2 separate regions of the Zea mays genome follow, and region 1 is linked to region 2. Evidence: chromatin contacts called from public Hi-C data. All regions are on one chromosome and are shown on one strand. Each heading gives the region's core, a stretch centred on a gene start, on an enhancer-like site or on the middle of the called end of the contact. The rest is flanking DNA. Distances are from core to core; before and after follow the strand shown. Region 1 holds the start of LOC103646073. Region 2 holds the start of LOC542199 (naked endosperm1).

Evidence for each region. Hi-C and Micro-C count contacts between places; a contact is called where the count stands out from the background.
Region 1: a contact with region 2 is called in a Hi-C map of ear, with 2.2 times the contacts expected there. The contact joins the promoter of LOC103646073 here to the promoter of LOC542199 in region 2. A contact is called at or near these places in 6 of 25 Hi-C or Micro-C datasets (bundle sheath, ear, endosperm and 2 more).

The regions. Positions count from the first base shown.
Region 1 is chr2:18,754,434-18,761,288 of Zm-B73-REFERENCE-NAM-5.0, reverse strand. It overlaps LOC103646073, which reads right to left and starts at 3,925. Exons shown (of 24, transcript NM_001350874.1): 1 at 3,673-3,925. The coding sequence starts at 3,711.
Region 2 is chr2:18,522,456-18,529,263 of Zm-B73-REFERENCE-NAM-5.0, reverse strand. LOC542199 (naked endosperm1) reads left to right here and starts at 2,503. Exons shown (of 4, transcript NM_001351719.1): 1 at 2,503-2,817; 2 at 3,358-3,681; 3 at 5,170-5,569. The coding sequence starts at 3,489.

The DNA.
Region 1 (6,855 bases), core at 2,676-5,175, 230 kb before region 2:
TAACATCTACAGGTTTAAACAAATGTTTTATGGAAACAAATCCCGGTAGACTATAATAAAAGTAATCTAACATCGTAATTGTTAATGTATTTTCAAATAAGCTTAATCAATTGCTGGCAACATATCTAGTATAAAAAGAGGTTTTCTCGATAAAACAAATTAATGTTTGGTTTGACTTTTGCCCTCTAGCCAAAATCTAAACCAAAGAACTGGATCTAGAAAGCAATTTTTTTCTAAAAGTCGAATTTCTTGCAGTGTAAAACTGAAACCACCTCTGAATCTGTTTTTAGCGGCTTTTGGATGGAACCGTAAAAATAGATGTGAAATATTTTTAAGTTTTTTAGTTGTTTTCACTATACAGTTTTAGCTTTTTAGCGGTTCATAGTCCACAACAGTTTTTTTTCACATCTTACAGCCCACGGTAGCTTTTTTATAGCCACAGCCTAACCAAACAGACCCTAAGACTATCTTAGGCAGACTTCTTATCTCACTCTTTATTTCAAACTCCAATTTGCACAATGCAATTTATAGTGTAAACCAATATTTTACATGACCCTTTACACGATCTGTTGGAGGTGGCCTAAGAACGAAGGTGAGACTATAATAAAAACTAATTTGACATTGTAGTTGTTAATGCATTTTATATAAGTTTAATTAATTGTTAGCAACATATCTAAGTGTCAAAGGGGGTTCATCTTGTATTCAGTAAATCTCTACTACTTATTAAGACTGAAAGGGTATTCCTACATCCATGTCAAGAAAAACATCTACTACATCTCTCCTCAAGCCACCTGCTACCCTTGCACAGTGCACAGTAGTAGATAAGTATCACTTAGATTCTTGAATTATATTTTTAGATGGAGAGAGTAGTATTTAAATAAGAGTCTTGCATGTAATTTCTTTTGTTTGAATAATGTTTTCAACTTAAATTCTTTTTTTGCATGCATGTCGTTTATTCTCTATAATATTTTTCCATATATCTAACTTGTGTGTCATTTTCACAACCAACGCCAAGGATGAATCCATGTTTCATACTTGGAAACCCCGAACAAACACCAGTAGCAAGAGTCGCTCGCGTTGGCGTCGCTCATCGACGACGAGAAGAAGCTTGTCGACTGGCAGTTCAACCTCTAAAAGCAATCCTACATGGCCACATGTGCCACCGTGGACGACAAACTCCGGCGCAGCCGTCGCTTGGACGCGGTCCAGAGCGGTTGCATCTGGCTGTCCATCGTCAAGCAGGGGACCTCATGGTCGTCGCCAACGTCGACGACTCTCGGGTTGATCTGGGCACCGCATCCGACAACGGCGCCATCACGCCGTCAAGCTCATCATCCACCTGAAGCCCAACATGTCATGTAAGTTGCTATTGACTGGTCATGAATTTTTGTGCGCTGGGACGACGGTCGTTGCTGACGCTGTGTGAGTGTTCTCGAACATGAGGTATGCAGAGGAGTAGCGCATCCGGTGGTGCAACGATCAGGCGTACTACCTCGCTGATGAGCCCGAGGTGCATTTCGTCTGGCAGCCCAGCCAAGTGTCGTCGGGACTCACCATGTCGTGCGCGTTCGACAACTGCTATATCAAGGACTATGGCGTCATCTCGGCACCGAGGTGACACAGAGGAGGACCGACAACAATGACTAGTCCGTCATACTCGCCACCGTCGGAGGTAGGTTTTGTGTCGACCTACCTTTAATTCTCTTCGCAGACACACATTTGCCTTTTTTGTTTAAGCAAGCGCATATGGTAGTGCGTGCCTGACGACTGGCGATGTACGAGGGAACTTCTTCTGGCAGGTGTGGGATATGCTCTCCAACAACGAGATAATGCAAATCGTGACATATATTAAAGTCTGCATGTTACTGATGGTTGCAATGTAATGGTGAAATAACTAGATTAAAATAACAAAATTTATGTATAGTCAGGATCATAAATAAATTATATTTTTTCTCATAACAGTATAGTACATATTTTACATATAAGTTGTTGTGATATTATATATTCTCATTGAAAGGCACGGTTATTCATCTAGCAAAATTTGACGTTAGCACGTTAGTATTTTAATCCCTCTTACAATTGATGTGTTGTGTCAATTGTTAAGACCTTGTTCGGTTAATCCCGTTACCTATGGATTGGATGGGATTGGAAAAAATTAAGAAAGGGTTTGATTTAGTTGGGATTTAAACTCATCCAATCCCACTTAATCTATGTGGATTGGCAGCTAATCGAACAAGCCCTAAATAAATTTGACTCCGAATAAAAAACGAACGGTAGTGCTAAACGATCGAGTGTCCCTAGAGTGATTTTTTGTGCAATGATTAGCAAAAGGCCCTGGGAGACCACGAGAAAGGTTACGTGGCACAACCCGCGGGTCTCGTGGACCAGTTGCTCACCGGCCTTGCAGTCCCGCACATGGCCGGTCACGTCAACCTAGCACGCACCTCCACGCATCAGTATTTTTGAGGCATTCTGAGCTCGCCAGATGTTCCGGATCGAGCCAACTCTGAAAACCGCGTCACCAACAGTCTACCTAAACGCACTCGATAAGACTATCTTTGCCACCCGACTATATCTTACTTTGTATTTTACACTTTACTGTGTAATATTTTGGCCTGGAGATGGCCTAATAAACATATTTCTCTGAGTAAATATAATTATAACTGCATTTTAACAACAGTCATCATCTCCGATTCCCCATCCCTGGAACGTGCTAGGTAATAAAACAGTTGGTATCGTTTGAGCATTTCAGGCCAGAGCCCAAAAAAAAAGCGAGGAGGCTAAACTAATCCCAATCCTCAAATGCGATGCGACTCGATGCAAAGCCGGCGTTTGATACGTTGAACCCAGCATTGCCGCATTGGAATAAACAGATCTTGTTGATATCGAAGAACCGGCCAGACATTTTAAATCTAGGATGCCATGTCGTATATATATCAACAGCCAATCCACGTACTGCTGCTGCTACTGCTATCTGACCTCGTCAATGCAAACTCTCTTATCCATCTCGACCGCTCTATCTATCTATTCCTTTCCTGTCACAGACCAGCTCCCTCCAGCCTCGCTTTTCACTTTCACCACACGTAACGTAGGGATGGTTTCTGCCTGCCTGGGAATAAACTAGTAATATGCTACTGGCTCGACATTTATGGGATCACATGGCTCTACGCGTGCCGTATTGATTTCCTGGGTGTCCTACGTACATTTTTGAAAACGATTGGAATTCGAACAGGGCTTCGATTAAAACCAATGTCTCTGTCAGAGTGTAGCGAGCCATACGGCACGGCGTCTGCGAGCGAGGACGTTCTTTTTTCTAGTTTCCAAAGGAAAAACAACGATTAAAAACGGGAAACGGGATAGTGACATTTTTTGGAGTGACGGATTTTCCGACCGAAGAATCGAGAAGGATGTGCAGATTCAACCAGCGCGGTGCAGGAGGTGGAAGAACCAAGGAACGATTCCTGTCCTGAGAGCCGGAGAGCCCGCATGGAAGTTGGATTCGCCCGCAGCCCCAAATTTCATCAGCGTATTCTACATCTAATCTGTAGTGTCTATCTATCTAATGCGTTACTCCATGGTATGTATCGCAGACCACACTGCTTCAGCCAAGAGACGGCAGGCAGAAAAACAAGAGACGACAACTGGGAGAGCGCAGGTGTGACCCGTACGTACCTTCTTGGAGGCCCTCTCCACGAGCTTCTTGACGAACATGGTGGCCGGTTGTCGATTCACGGCGCGGCGCGGCGCGCTGGAGGACCACGCGAGAGAAAAGCCCCCGCAACCGGATCAACTCGGGCCGAGATCGGCTACCCCGCCTTCCCTTCACGGGAGGAAGAAGAAGCAGGCAGCGCCCCCTCCAAGTTGCCGACGTACTGTTCAGGAGCGGGATCGAAACGAAACCGACCAAGACAACGCAAGGCAGGGCAGAGAGAGAGATGGCGTGGCGTCGAGGATGGCAGGGGAGGATGGGGGAGGGGATGAGTTGGCGTTCGGAGGGCAGTTAAGGATCAGGTTTTGGTGGCTTCCTGGCCCTTTTCTGCTCTGCGCTGCGTTGTGTTCACTGGACTGGCTACTGCGCTGGCATGGCAAGTTTGGTCTCTGGAGAATGAAAGAAAGGGAAGAAGAGCGGGCGGGCGCAGGGGGTTTAGGGCCCCTTGGCAGGGCTCTAGCTTCTCCAAAAACGGCTTTGGCTCTGCCTCACGAGGTGAAGCCACTTCTTTAGATGAGCCAAAACCATTCTAAAAAATTATTTGGCAAAACGGCTTATAGGTTGTTTTTCAGAAAGACTCTTGTATAGTTTATCTCTCCTGTACGTGGCTAAGGATTGAGGGCAGGACCAAAAAATAATAATTTGGACTGGTGGGAGGGCTATTGTGCAAAAATGACGTGAGCTGAAGCCGGGTGAGCCACTTTTTTTGGCTCATGCCCTCTAGTTCATTTTGGAAAAGCACTTCACTGGTGAAGCCATTTGAAAAAGAGATGTTTGGCACAACTTTTGCATGAGCTAGAGCCGAAACTGAAAAATAAGCCCTACTAAAGGGGCCCTTAAAAGGAAGATCACTGGGGCAGGCAGACTAGAGTCCACCGGCCACCGGCCCACCGCAACCGACAAAATAACTAGCCTCCGGTGCTCCAACGTGGGAGCCATCGACCCGACGCAATCGGGTGCCGGCACTTGGCGTCGCATCTGTCGCAGGCAGACAGAAAAAAAAAAGTGGATTATACGATGTCCATGTCAGCTCGCGCAGAGGGTAACGTGCCACCGAAGCAAATCTGCGACGTTTTCGCAGGCGTCTTCAGTGGTTGCTGGTTTTGGACGAGCGCCCGATGCAGCATTGTTTCAAGACCCATTAGGTGCTGTACATATCTACCGGCGCCAAATTTGTCAGGCACCAACTGCGGGCGCCAAGCGGATGCATGCCATGCGTCGGCAGTTTAGAAGCCGTGGGAGTGAATGGGGGACCAGAGGAATCGGATGTAAGGCTATCCGCAACCGTTCCCTCTAAATTTTTCCCCCTATATCACTTTTTTGGGTCATATCATCAACATTTCACCCCCTATTTTTTCATCTCCCGCAGCGGTTCCCCCTAAATACTCCCCCTATATCCTACTACACTATAAAATATCATTTTTTTATACATACTTTTCATCTACTATAAATTTTTTATCTACTAACAATTGAAAATGGGCCCACGTGAACAGTGTTTAGAGGGAGAGAGAGGCACACACCAGAACGAGGGGGAGAGAGAGTCTTACCTCTGCGTAGAGTGCTCGCTAGGGAGAGCCGCTGCAGCACTAGCGGCTGCCCTGTAGCCGCCGTGCAGCTACAGGCGAAGGGGAGAGGGCGTCCCGCGGCATCCGTTGCGGACAGCCTAGGGCTTTCCATGACAACGATCGTGTCTCACTCTCTCTGGTGTCACTCACTCACTCTACTTCATAGTGGACGTAACGTAGGGCACGGTGCTGCCGTCCGGGAAGGACGAGGTGGAGGACCTGCTCGAGATGGTCCACCGACGCATTCCTTTTATTTTTGCTCGGAATGACATGTTACTAGATTATTAGTTGGTATTCAGGGTTATCTTCTTTAAATATTGAGGATGAGAAAGTTAGTACTTATTGAGGCTCATATTCAGGAGGAATCATTGTGATTCAGCAACTCTTCTGTCACATATCCTATATCACCTTCTATTTCAAACTTCGTATTGTAAATAGAACCGTCTATAATACAAAAACAGTGTTTTGCACTATCATATACGCAATATACTAGATATGGCCTTTGTATCGGAGGCATGTCACAAGTTAGAGAATATATAGCTATTCGTTTCTTCACATCTACCGGATGATTCTTTTTAATTTTAGAAATTGAGTTATGAGACGGTTTTATTTTACAAACTCGTTTAGTCATTACGGCGTCTTACTTTGTACTCCCTCCGTTAATAAATATATGACACCGTTGACTTTTTTTTTTAAAAAAAAAGCTTTGATCCCTCGTCTTATTCAAAAAAATAATGAGTCATCATTTTTTGATTTGTTTTATTCCTTAAGGTAGTTTATGCTTGACTTGAAATTTTACATTTTTGAATAAATGTTTTGAATAAGACGAGTGGTCGAAATTTTCGAAAAAAACAACGAGGACATAAATCTGTGAACGGAGGTAGTAATAAGGTGGCCTCGTTCTTCTTGTACGTAGATAACGAGCCCAGGTATTTCTTCCATTGTTTAAAAGTTAGCGCTAACTGAATGATTCAAGAACAAGGCATTTCTCTGAATAATACACGTTACTAATGATCCTACACAGCTAACTGTATTCAGAGAGCTAACTAATGATCTTACTCTGAAGGATAACGGAACTAATGGTTTTGCTCTGAAGAAAGGATCTGTATCCAAGTTTAACTGGTATGATATGTGCTTACTGATAATGCCCTAAATGATGGTTATTGGATTATTAGTTAGTGTTCCTCCTCCAACACTAGTCATGAAGCGCTTGCTGATATAGGTGTGATTTACGCTTTATTGTTAAGTTAACTCTACGTAATTTCAACATTTTTGCGTCCTCATTAAGTCTTGGGCAGATTATGGCTTAATGAAAAAATGATTTCTTTCAGGTAGCCACCCTTGAGAAAATTGACCTTGATCAACCAAACATCACTGCATCAAGTGGCATTAACCGATGGCTCACGCAGGTAGGAATGATACTTCAGACCATCTATAAATCATCCGTCTCTTTTTAAATTACTAACCCGTATTTACAGAAGAAGGCCACTCATTTGGGAGCCTCGTACCGAGTCACATCAACCAATCATTATTATGCTAAACTGCTGTTAGGGTCTTGAATTCTTGATACCTGAAAAGGGA
Region 2 (6,808 bases), core at 1,254-3,753:
GAGACGTGCGCACCAACAACGACAAGCGCCGAGCTTACGTCCGCTTTCTCTCGGACGTTTTCCAGCAGTAGCAGTGTCACGGCTGCACTGCATGCATGCCTCGCGAACGGTTGGACTCGATGGCTTTCTTTGGACATTTTCGAAGAGGCTTTCTCCATGTTCTACTGGAAACTGTTGCCTAGCCTGTACATTGATTGTCCCAGCTCTTACACGTACGTCATGGCTGTCTGCCGTTTAAATTTGCCAGTCTTTCCAACTAACTAATTATATATACATATGAGAGAGAGAGAGAGAGAGAGAGAGAGAGAGAGAGAGAGAGAGAGAGAGAGAGAGAGAGATGGGTAGTTGATGAGTTTGGGTAAGGGAAAATTATTTTCCAGGCTGAAAATTTAACATCCTAACCAGTTTCGTTGTTTAGTTTACTTTGCCTGTTGCTGTTAGCAATAGCCGCTTATATAAGATCGAATGACCTACTTGATCGTAAAATAAAAATTAAAAAGTCGACAAAAATTCATGGAAGGATGCATGGAAGTGTACATGCAAAATGCACTACTATGGAATGCGCGTGGTTGGCCGTTGTCATGCATCATGAATGCATGTCGAATGCATCAAATTGAAGTAGCATAATACAACTTCCAACTCTCAGCTAATTTATCGATCAATGTATAAGATACAACAAGGGCACTCATTTTACTTATTAGGACTTGTTCGGTTCTACCCAATCCATATGGATTGAGGAGGGGATTGAGGGGGTTTCAGTAAGTCAAAATTCTCTCCAATCCGTATCAATCCCCTCCAATACATATGAAGTGAAAATAACAGAATAAGACCTTAGGGGGATGTAATGTGCTGATCGATCCTACATCTCGTCTTGCGGCTTGTATGTGATATCTTAGTCCATGAGATGGTGATATTCTGGCTCAAGGTTTAATAGAATTAATAGAGTACTCATATCAACAAGATGCATCTTCGGAAGCCTGTCTCGAAAGAACCTTCAAGTTAAGCGTGCTTAGCTTTTAACAATTTGGGATGGATAACCGACTGGTAAGTTTTCTCGGGTACACATGAGTGAGGACAAAGTGTGCACAAAAGACTCGTGTTGGTCTATGGAGACAATATACGATTCTAGCGAGCTGTCAGAAGTAAGTACCACCGGTTCATAGATTGGACAGGGTGTTACATTATATCCATGTATTTTTGGATGGTCATATCTGAACACACACGGGTTCCAGTATCTTTTGGTAGCACCTAGCCCAAGCAACAGCTAACAGGGGGCATCCTATGTACACGAGATGATAGTGCTTGAGTGTGTCAACAGTGATAGCGTCATATTATTTGTTTTCCTACACGCCGATGTGGTTTTATTTGTCAAAAAATTAAAATAGCAGTGGAAAAAGTAATTAGCTGGATCACCAACAGATAATTAATAGTGTGCACCGCTAGCAATCAATATTTCAAAAGAAATTTTGCCACTCTATTTATGGCACTTGTGCAACTAGATATCTTTATATCTTACACATAATTCACAAATACAAAGAAGCTCTATATTGATGGTTTGTAAGCCATTTGTATTGTCGTTTTTAGAACCGCCAAGGGTTAGTAGAAATGTTTCTTTTCACATGTGGTTAATTAATTGAGAACCACCTGTACAAATCTTTTTTTACTGTGGAAAGATGTTTCCATTTGGGGCCAGCCATTTTATTTTTACTGGTGTTCGATAACCAAAACTGTCAGTAGAAATTAGACCTCACCTCAATCTTAGAGTTGTTTTGTACCATTGATTGTTAATAGGGTATACAATATAAAATAGGAAATTAGCATAAATAAATTTATTTATGAATAGAACTTAGACAAGAATATTCCACTCGCTATACGTGATTTGGTTGGATCAACAGTACTGTAGGTAGATACTAATCATAGCCACATATGCAAACGAACTTTATAAGTGTATTTGAAACGGACAGCTATAGGTTGTTAGAACATATTTTGTACTATATAGAGTATAAGGTGAGATTTACGCTACACTAACTAGCTCTTGCTTGTCAGCAGTCTCACGTATAAACCATGATAAATAATAACGTCTCAAAATGGTCATGACGTGCATCATACATACACGTACATACATACAAAATATGTACGTGTGTGAACAAATGCTAACAAAAAGATATGATGAATCTAACAGAAATTAGGTGGTATCTCTTTGGTATATCAGTAAGGGTATACGAAAACACGAGCACACACACTTGAGTATATGCTTGCAACCCATAAACGTCTAAAAAAACAAAACAACCCCTGTGAAAATGCACGCTTGCAGCCCATAAACATCTAAAAAGCCAAAACAACTCCGGGGAAAAGCTTTTGCGGGTGTGTGCGCATGTGTGATGGCGGGAGGTAAGCCGGCCAGCCCCACGCAGTCGGTGGACCCAATCCTCAGACGCTTCACGACACCGCTTTGCCTGCTGCGTGAGCTTGTGCTTGCCCCCTGCTCCCATCCGTTGTACCCTTTCTCTCTCCTCCTCTCTGTCTCTTGCTCCGAGCTGTATATAAAAATACTCCCTCTCCTGTATATTTCCCGTGTGCATAGGCGCAGGGGGGAAAATTCCAGAAATTGATTTATAGTGGGGCATATTAGATGTGGGAGAGGAAAGCAGCAGGAGAGAAGAGAGAGAAGGAAAAGTATGACAAGGAAATGAGAGAAATGGGAGAACAGCCTTCTTAGCCTCTCCCTCCATGCATCCTCTCTCCACCACTGCTATCTCTCAGTAGCAAGAGCAAAGCAAGAGGAGAGCGAGCTAGCGGTACCAGGGAGAGAGTGAGGTATAGAGAAGAAACAAACCCAGTCTAATATTTTTTTCCTGCTAAATATATTTGTCTCTCTGTATGTTTGTGTCATATATGAGTCTGCGGGTGTGGGTGTTTGCGAGCTTTTGTTGTTTTGCTTTTTTACTTGTTTTGAGTGCAACTGTTTGTTTGGATTTCCCTGTTCTCTTTGTTCTTTTGTTAATCTCGGAAGAGTCCTAAGCGGCCGATGCCTTAGCTTGGAGTTTTTCTCGGCTCCTTGTGGATTTGTTTCTTGTTTCAGATCAGTTCCAAGCACATACATATGAGAAGGTACAGCCATCACTCCCCTCAGGAATTTCGGGGCCTCTCCTCTTCCGGTCTTTATCTCCTTGGTTCTGTCGGGCTCTTCCTCGATTTGTCTCCGGATCGGAGGAACGGCAAAAATCTTTCTCGTCTCGCCCCCATGGTCGCCGCTCGCATGCTGTGTGTGTCATGTGCTGCCTGGAGATACTCGCGCTCTTTTTGCCGTTGTTGATTGCCATGCCTGTCTCACTTGGTAAGTCTTGCTTGTTCCAGCGAAGAAGGGGAAGGACGAAGAACACTGCCGACCCTATTCCTAGCAACGGGCCAAAGCGACCAGCTGCAGGAAGGAGAAGCAGTGTTGGCGCGTTCGAGCTGGTGGTGCCAGGATAAATCGGGAGGAAGTGATGGCATCGAATTCATCGGCGGCGTTCTTTGGTGTTAGGGATGGGGACCAGCAAGACCAGATTAAGCCGCTGATATCACCGCAGCAACAGCTGGCAGCGGCGCTGCCCGGTGTGGCAGGCGGTGTTCCTGCGGCGTCCGGCCAAGGCGCGCCGCCGGCGCAGCCACCGCCCAAGAAGAAGAGGACTATGCCTGGTAATTTATTACGCAACGCAAGTACCCCCCTCCCCTCCCCCTTTTGATTCCGGTCGTGCATGCACACTGCATACAGGTCAGGCCTATGCTGCCTGCGCGCGAGAGATCTCGCTCGTCTGGATCTATTGGAGTTTTATGAGTTGGATGCTGACACCAGGAGCATCTTCTTCTCTCATATGCACTCGGTTTCTCTTTCCATGTCTTCTTGGTTTCTTCACTTCTTGTCTGTGTGTGTTTCTCTTGATTCGTGATCGCTGCTCTCTACACTGCGTAATTAATATAGTTCCGAGAGTTGTTGCCTGGTTTTTCAACGCAGATCGATGTGTGCAAACTACAGCCTGTTTTTTTCACTGGGAACTGGATTTTATGAAAATAGTACCCAAGTTCCTCTTGGTTCTCTCTCTTCCCTCCCTCCCTAGTTCGAGGTGGATCCCCTCCCTACCTTCGCTGCAAAGCAAGTAGACTTGACGAGACGAGAGCCTCCAGTTTGCATCTTTCAATCAATATACTTCATTTAAAGCTCTGTCCTCACAGTCACACCTGAGAGTGAGAATTAATTCAGGTGAATATGGAAGGTTGGAGTAGAGACTTCATTCAATTCATGGCGCTACTACTAGTTTTCACCCCCTGGCCTCTTCTTTCTGAGCAATGCTCACGTTTTTGTTTCAACCGGTTGAAGAATTCGAACTATCCTATCAACTTTTGTTTATTTGGTTAATAAAAATAACAAAGTTTGTATTTTTTTCAAGAAGAAAACAAAATCTGTTCACCTCCCAAGATTCCATGTGCATGCATGAGCTGTTACTCAGTTCTTCCTTCCCCAGCTATGAGAGAAGTAAATAGGAGCCATGACACAATCCATGTCGATCGATTCCTTTGTTCTCTATATCTCTTCCTGCAAACTCCTCCGTCCCCCCAAAAAAAAACAATCTCTTGCAAAATATTCCCCTCTCTCTCCATCTCTCGTAGCTTGTCTCTACTACCGCTCACACCCACCGAGAGAAAGCTGAAACAAAAACAAATATCTTGCCCAGATTACTATACCGCCATCACTACTAGCTCCCACCATCGTTTCTTAATCATGTATGCAGGACTAACTTATAAGAAAAATACTAGTATTAATTACTCCCACATAGAACAATAATTCCCTCGAAATAATTAATAAAACGCATCAGTCATCAATATACAAAAACCATGTGCTATTGTCGTCCATCCTAATCCACGACAAGTGCTGACTGACGATCATCTATATCCTCATTAGTGACCCATGCATGCTTTTACTGTTTATTCACTGAAATCAAAGTTAGTTTTAATTTCCCTGCTGTCCATCATATCATGCATGCGTCAGTTCGACCGATCATGTATAGCATTTCTTCTTCCTCTTCTTTTGCAAATAATAAAAGCTATATATACTAGGGTTATATACTATTAGCTAACCAGCAGACTTTGTGTTTTGATTTCATATCGACCGGTGCGATGACGAAGCAGACCCCGACGCTGAGGTGATCGCGCTGTCGCCCAAGACGCTTATGGCGACCAACAGGTTCGTGTGCGAGGTGTGCAACAAGGGGTTCCAGCGCGAGCAGAACCTGCAGCTGCACCGGCGCGGGCACAACCTGCCGTGGAAGCTGAAGCAGAAGAACCCGCTACAGGCGCAGCGGCGGCGCGTGTACCTGTGCCCGGAGCCGACGTGCGTGCACCACGACCCGGCCCGCGCCCTCGGCGACCTGACGGGGATCAAGAAGCACTTCTGCCGCAAGCACGGCGAGAAGAAGTGGAAGTGCGACAAGTGCTCCAAGCGCTACGCCGTGCAGTCGGACTGGAAGGCGCACTCCAAGATCTGCGGCACCCGTGAGTACCGATGCGACTGCGGCACACTCTTCTCCAGGTAAGCCTATCTACCTAGCTACGTCTCGCTCGCTCGTTCGTTCGTGTGTACTGTATATATCAGCTGTACGTGCACAGATGGCAAGGCGTGGCTGCATTTCTATGTATGTGTACATATCGAGTATGTTCATGATTGCTGCATCATGATATGCATGGCAAGTGTAGGCATGGCATCGTCATGGGGTTTTGCACTGCATGAGCCTGTTGCAGCTGTCCGCTTATGGCTACCTCTTGGATTCGGTGAGCGAGTAAAGTATTAGGAACGTTCCATGGTGATCGGCTGGCCTTCTTTAGGGTTAGGGTTTTGTTTGGGCTTGCGGGCGGCGACATGGCGCATGTAGGTATAGTTTTGGTGCTCAGCTCAGCTGGCCTGCCTGACGCGATGACGATGAGCTAGAAACACTAACGAAGATAGATAGATATAGCTCCGCGCCGTGGGAGAGGAGAGAGAGAGAGAGAGAGAGATAGCTAGCCAGGGCGCCGGTCGTGTGCTAGCTGGGTGGACTGCTTGCACGTGAAATGCAGAAATGGCTTCTTTTTTTAGCCTTTTGGCCTTGGTGATGATGCTTCCCTTTCCTGATTTCCCTCCCTTGGGAACCATGCATGAACCAGCAAACTCTCTCCTTCTGTCTCGCCAAACACTCGTCACAGTCACTAGTATTTATCTATCTTTTTCTTTTTTTTTCCCTGAACCGGCCGAATGAACTGATTCGTCAGTGTTACCCATCATATTCACACACATATATGCATGCGTCTATGTTGTTACTGACCCTGTAGGCCCACATTTTTACTGGTCCATCCTGTCAGGAACAGTCAAGCTGTAAGGAGTGGTCTCGCTCAGTCGTACGTCCCTCTACCTCTCTCTACTGAATCACTTGGCTGCCATGTAAGCCTAGCTTGTTCTCATGTGAGTCGGCCGCTGTCTAGATGTGGCAGGGGCCATTCGCGCGTTGGACGTGCCAGTGAGCCAGGCGCGCGCGCCCAGGCCGAGACAGGCCAGGTCCACCCCTTTTCATGGATACGTTGCCATGGCCTGGCCCTGGCCCCACACAGTAAGCCCTAGTCACGCATGCATCACCTAGTAGTAGCTAGGTGTAACTTTGAGGCACTGTTCACGTTTGTTGGCAGTGTTAAACATGTCCCAAAGTGGTGTGCTCATTCTCACTGCTCTCTTTCATGGGTATGGTAAAAAAAATCTCCAATAGGAAGTAAGCATATAGTACAGTCGTTGCATCAACAG